Linked DNA regions of Rattus norvegicus: region 2 is linked to region 1. A link is a contact called in public Hi-C data. All regions are on one chromosome and are shown on one strand. Each heading gives the region's core, a stretch centred on a gene start, on an enhancer-like site or on the middle of the called end of the contact. The rest is flanking DNA. Distances are from core to core; before and after follow the strand shown.

What was found. A called contact is a pair of places that touch in the nucleus more often than the background predicts.
Region 2: a contact with region 1 is called in a Hi-C map of the A7r5 cell line, with 1.8 times the contacts expected there. The contact joins the promoter of Bnip3l here to the enhancer-like site in region 1.

The regions. Positions count from the first base shown.
Region 1 is chr15:45,338,018-45,341,545 of GRCr8, reverse strand. No RefSeq gene overlaps it. Among named protein-coding and RNA genes, the nearest start is that of Bnip3l, 33 kb to the left of the region's middle. Within about 2 kb of position 1,920, at least 12 of the 93 cell types and tissues checked have an H3K27ac peak or open chromatin away from gene starts, as enhancers often do. A contact at or near this core is called in the A7r5 cell line, where this site is marked.
Region 2 is chr15:45,371,541-45,374,585 of GRCr8, reverse strand. Bnip3l (BCL2 interacting protein 3 like) reads left to right here and starts at 1,373. Exons shown (of 6, transcript NM_080888.2): 1 at 1,373-1,475. The coding sequence starts at 1,379.

The DNA.
Region 1 (3,528 bases), core at 671-3,170:
CCACCAGTGTTCAGGTCTATGACTTCTCTGGAGACTGTTCTCTGGCAGCAGAGGTGCTGTGCACTATTTACACCCTGAAGTAAACCCAGAACGTAGGGCAGTAATGATGGTAGGTGATATTAATTCTCCAGTTCTATTACCTCCTCCGGTTTCTCTGGTGGTCTCCACTCTTCCCTAGCGTTCAGGCCCCTGCTCTGCAAAGTTCACACGTCATTGTAAGAGGGAGAAAAGGATCAGGATTCTCGGCGGAGGATATTAATAACTCATTAGAGCTGGTTAGACAGAAGGGTCAGTTTTAACAAATATTCCTGTCGTCTTTTTCAATCTACTAAGCCCCACTCCTACATCTCGCTACTCAGTCCAGATAGGAGCTCTGCTAAGGAAGACCAATGAGATCTGGTACTGTCCCTAGCTGAAGCCACCAGCACTCACCCACGGGACCTCCCAGCCGTAAGATACCTTCAGCTTCCCAACAGCATGGCTGCGTAAAGCCAGACAGACCAAGAGACCTCTTGTTGCCAAGGCTTCAGGGCCATACAAGCTCCTGACTCCCGCATCCACTAGGTTAAGCAAGCCACTGGGCCAACCAAGACTGCATCCCTGTGATGCCTAGAAGAGAGGAAAGTCATTCTGTAGGGAGGTGTGTGGATGGGAAGGGAGCTCGAGGCCGATGGAGAACCCAACCACCTCATTGCAGGAACTGCACTGGTTAGGGATGTCCCTGTGAGCTTGGAGATGTAACACAGTGATAGAACTTGCTTGGTGTGCAGGAGACAAGGGCTCTATCCTGAGCACCGGGGGTGGGGTAATGTTGGTTTTTTTCCCCAATTACAGAACCTGTTTGCAGAAGAACTGTGCTTGAAGTTCAAAAGGAAGGAAGCCTCCTGTTTCTGTCCTTTCCCAACTACTGTCTAGCTTATTTATATCACTTGGGGTGGATTTTCCCACAGTGACCCATTCTCCAGTGCCAGCTGGTCAACATGTGACTGAAATCAGCTCAATACTACACCGAGTTGACACAGATCCCAGCAGTCTGCCCCCAGCTTCAAAGCTCAGTGTCAGCTTCTGACTGACTGACTGTAATCAGAGGTTCCCAGAGATGACTCCACTCCCCCCCATGGCCTGAGCATGCAAAGCACACACTATTGAGGTATGTTCCCAGCCCCAGATGCCCATTTATTTTAAAGGCTGCATCACCAGGCCTGATGGCAAGGCCTGTCATCCCAGGTACTTTGGAGGCTGAAGCAGGAAGATCACAAGTTCAAGGGCACTCTGAACTGTAGAACGAGTTCAAGGCCAGCCTGGAAAACGTATACCTTATTTCAAAGTGAAAGAATGGTGGGGTGGTGAGACAGCTTAGACAGTGGTTCTCAACCTGTGGGTTGTGACCGCATTGAAGTTGCATATCAGATATCCTGCATCTCAAATATTTACATTATTATTCATTATAGTAGCAAAATTACAGTTGTGAAAGCAACAAAATAATTTTATGGTTGTGGGTCACCACAACACTGAGGAGCTGTATTAAAGGATGGCCATGTTAGGAAGGTGGAGAACCACTGGCTTAGCACAAAAGATACCTGCTGGCCAACCTGAGTTTGGTCCATAAATTTGAAGGAGAGAACCAACTCCCACAAGTTGTCTTCTGACTGCCACTAGCGTGTTTGTTCACACCCAGTGGGAAGTTACTTTTCAAAAGCTCCGGACATTGCCAGTCCAGCCACAGGGTGATCCCTCAGCATTTAAGGGCCGTGGCACTGCCGCTCTGGAGTTCCTGCCAGCACCCCATGTGCTCATCTGAAGGCTGAACCCTTCCTTTGGGGAGACTCATTCCCTGATCATGAGTCACTAGCTTCTTGGCCCCTGGAAAGTTGACTCAGCCTGCCTACCTCTACCATCCCAGTCGCGGGTTGGGGTGGACCTTCCAGTCTTCCCAGGACCCAGCTCCATACTTCAGGAGTCACTCATTAGCATACTCTGGGGTTCAGAGGGCTTATTATGAATAATTTAGGGAATTCCAAGCATCTTACGAGCTCTGCACTGGGAATGGGGTGATATATGTGTCATTATAAATCACAGTATCACAAAGTGGTTCCTCAAGGTTCCTGAGGCAGGAAAGAAAATAGCAGCTGTCACTGTGAAGCTTACCTCTGGGCTCCATACTTGGCCTCCATACTCCATACTCTGCTGCCCCGTACTTGGCCTGAGCTCTGCATTCTGTCCCTGTGCAAACATACTTTTACCCTCCTGAGGTGTGGAGGGGGCTCTGGCATCCACACTTAGAGCCCTCTGGACTCCTACTTCTCTCGGACTTGGCAGGTTGGCTGGGATAGAGACACTTAGGCTGGGTATAAGAAGGCGATGGCTCCTCTGCAGTAGAGTGGCTGGAGACCCATACGAGTAATGCGTGATGTGCTTTCTCAGTGCATCTACTGACACCATGGGTAGCGTTCATATTCGTGTGGTCGTTGGGCAGGAGTCTGTCTGTCTGTCTCAGTCTTCCTGTTGTCGTCATCATTGTTGTCGCCCCCTCCCCCACTTCTTTGAGACAAGGATTCATGTACCTCAGCAGGCTGGGAACTCGCATCCTCTTCCCTCAGCCTCCCAAGTGCTAGAACTAAAGGTACACACCACTTTCTTTCCTCTCCTCCCTCTCCTCCGCCTTGTTTTAGTTTTTTGGGACAGTGTCTCACTAACTATATAGCTCAGACTAGCCTGGAACTTATAGTCCTCCTGCCTCAGCTTCCTGTGTGTTGGGATCATCTAGCATGCCCATGATGACTTTCTTAAGAAAATAGCCATTTGGCCCAGTAACAGTGACACACCCCTTTAGTCCAGCACTCAGGAGTCAGAGGCAGGTAAATCTCTGGTTCTAGGCCAGCCTGGTCTACAGAGTGAGATCCAGGACAGCCAGAGCTACACAGAGAAACCCTGTTTAGAAAAACAAAAGCAAAGAAGAAGCTATCTGTCATTATACCAAGTTAAATACATAAGGGCAGAGTGGTGACTGATGGGAATGTTCTGGTAAATGACTGGTAGTCTGCCTCTTCTGTCAGGGTTGTGTGATGTGAAAAGCTTACACTAGGTAGGCAAGCTCACCCACTGTCCCCTCAGCACTGAGGTAGCTGAAGAGGGAGGATCTGGGCTTGGATCTGTCTGGGCTATACAGTGAGACCTCCGATGACGCTCAAGATTCAACCGGCAGAGTCAGCAGACCAGCAGCTGGTGGTGCCATTTCTGCTTCAGGGTGGCCTGACAGGCCGTGAGTGGTCCTCACGTGTCTCTGAGGAAGGAATTCCTCAGCCATACCTCCTCAGCTTGTGGTTTGTTTACTCACCCAGGGATGGCAGGGCCTGGCCTCTCCTGGTACTGCAGCTGAGGCAAAGGTGACAAACCCAAGTAGGGGAGGGAGTGTCTGGTTTCCCCAGGTCTCCTCCCTGACAGCAGCCTGGTGTAGGAGCCTGGCCTCAGGAGGACAGGCATAGCTCTGTCGAGGTTGTACCCAGGTGTGGGTTCACTCCTTCATTC
Region 2 (3,045 bases), core at 124-2,623, 34 kb before region 1:
TCATAATCTTTAAAAAATATAACGACTGGTGCAGGAGTGGTGGCTGAGCAGTTAAGAGCCTGTGCTGCTCTTGTAGAGGACCTGATTTTCAGAACCCAAGTCAGATGGCTCATAATTTCCAGGAAGTCCAGTATCAGAGCTATCTGATATTTCTGGCCTCAGAAGGCCCTTGGACACCAGCACACACATGCACAGAAATAAAAGTTAAAATTATAAATCTCAAATCATTGTGTGTGCATGTATTTATGATTTATAGGGGGCAAGTGCATGCCAAGGTGCATTTGTGGAGGTCAGAAGGCAACTTTGTTAGCTCTCGGTATACCATGAGTTCTGGGGAATGAACGAACTCAGTCTCTAGATTTACTTAACAAGCACCTTTACCGGCAGAACTATCTCACTGGCTAGTCCTAGATTTAATATTTTGGTGTGTGGGTATCTCAGACCATATTTTTTAAAAAGACAATTACATGAAAATTCAACATCTACAGATTGAAACAAAGTTAAAAGAAAAACATTCTCTGTACGAAAATCAGGTGGAGAAAACTTGACAAAGATACAATGTAGGAGTATTTAGGAATTAAGTAACAGAGTCAGCAACGTACAGGAGGTAGGGCATTAACAGAGACAGGTAACAACCAGGGTTTGGGTAAATCTGTGTGGGTTATTTTTTCCCCTTTTAATTTGTTTTTTAAGGCAAGGGCTCACAGGATAACAGGGAACTAGGGATCCTCCTGCTTCAGTCTCTGGAAGGGCTGAGATGACAGGTATGCACCACGCCCAGCCATTGATTTTTTTTTTAACAGTGATTGCGTGTTACTTTTGTAATTAAAATATTAGAAATTCCAACAATGTGATTAGCTCCAAGGTACCTCACACGGTATCCTGTGGGAGGCACAAATGGATGTTTCACCAGGGGAGGAACTGGGGTTTTCTGCTTCTTTAAAGCCTGGGGTGAGTCCTTACGTGGATGTTGCAGGCGTGGGAGGGGTTCCATTCACGCCCGGAGCTTCCGGGCTGCACACTCCTTCCCATTCTCAATCCAGTGTCAACTTCCTAGCTCAGCCCTTCCGGCTATTGCGACTGACTCGCAGGAATTCGTTCCTGGCGCCCGAGTCAGCGCGACTTCCGCACCCGCAAGTCCGGAGGAGCTGGCGAATGCCCCGCCTCAACTCGGCCTGGTCACGCCCCCTCACCCCCGCTCAGACCCTATAGTCCGGCTGCCTGTGTTGTCATCACGTGGCCCGGGAAGGTTCTGACGTCACGCTGGGAGGGAGTGCGCAGGCGCAGAAAAGGGGGCGGGGGGACTCGACTTGTTGTGTTGCTGCCCGAGAGCCGGATACTGTCGTCCTGCGGCCGTGCCGCTTCCAGCCTCCCGACCATGTCTCACTTAGTCGAGCCGCCGCCGCCCCTGCACAACAACAACAACAACTGCGAGGAAGGGGAGCAGTCCCTGCCGCCGCCCGCTGGCCTCAACAGTGAGCACGGGGCCGCCGGGCTCAGCGGAGGGATGGGGGAGGAGCCGCTGCCGCCGTGCGGTGGGGGGAAAAGGGGGGCGGGAGCAGACGGCAGCTCATTGGTTTGGGTCGAGGTTGCGGCATGTGAGTGACAGCGACGCCCTCCGGTCAGGAGCAGGCGCTCGGGGCTGGCTCTTGGCCTGCGCTCTGGGCACAGAGGTTTAGGGTCGCGGTGGGCGTCTGGAGCCGGCGGCGCACGCAGCTGTGGGCGGCAAGCTGGAGCTGGCCAGCCGAGGGGGGCATGGGACGTGCGGCGGGGACACCCGGAGATGGATGCGACTGGCCGGGCGTGGCGGGTGGACGTGCCGCCCCGCAGGTGTGCGTGCTGGGCTTGCCTCCTACCGCACTCCAGTCCAGGGGTCATCGGAGTTTCTTTCAGGGTGCTTGCTCCGCCTCTGACATTTACCTTTTTCTTTTCTTTCTTTCTTTTTCTTTTTTTTTTTTTTGTCTGAAAAATTCCCAAGTTCCTCATGTGAGTTTTTTGTTGCTGTTAACCTTGAACTCATATTTTACTGCTTTTTCTTTTTTTGTCTTATGTAGCCCAGGCAGGGCTTGCACTTGTGTTGCTGAGTCTGACCTGATCCTACCTGCTTTCCACTTTGCCAAGTTCTGGGGTGACAGGCGGCTAACATACTAGTGTCTTTAAACGTGCTGTTTCTTATGTTAAATGGATTGAGTGTCCAGCACATGCCCTGAGATCACATCCCTTTCGACCAAATCTGCAGTGGACTTCAGAAAATACAGTAAATAGCACAACAGACACAGGGCACAGGTATTGGCAATTGAAAGTTGATGGTAAGGATAGAGTTGCAGTCAAACAGACATCTTGTCCCCAGAGTGTCCACTGTTGTGAGATCACCCTGCCTTCTTGCCCAATCTTTCTGTTTGGATTTCATATCTTAATGAAAGAGGTAGTGGGTGGTGGTAGTCGACACAGGGCCAGATAAAGTTCTTTAAAAGCCATTTGCATGCTTAAAGGTCAGGCAGTGTCTTTCATAAGAGGGGTTGCTTCCAGGGTGGCCAAAAACGACTTAGTGAAGACCTGTTACTGAGCCTAGAGGATGGCTGCAAGAGCATTTGGTATTGTAACCGGGTGTGGTGGCTCTTGGCCGCCATTCCAGCTCTAGGGAAGTGGAGTAAGCCTGGGCCCCAGAGACAGACTGTGTCAGAAAATAACAAAACCAAAAAAATAAGTAACAATTCGGGTATTTTAAGTAACAATTTGGGTATTTTAAGACACATTGCCCCTGCCCCATATTTTGATAAGCACTATTTGATAACTTCTCTAAATGGTGGCTTTCACAAAGATTTAGTCAATTGTGTCCTTAAATTTCACTCATGTCACGTAATTCAGAATTTTAAGTTTTAGAAACGAGAGAAAGAAATAACATGTTCTGAGTCCCTCTGGTGCTTTCAGAAGCCTTCTCTTGGACTCAGCACGCTTCTGAATGTGTGTCTTCTGTCTGGTCCGTTCTGAGGTTCAGCGTCTTCGTACTACTTAGATGTCTGGTTAGTGTGGGATGTGAAGTAC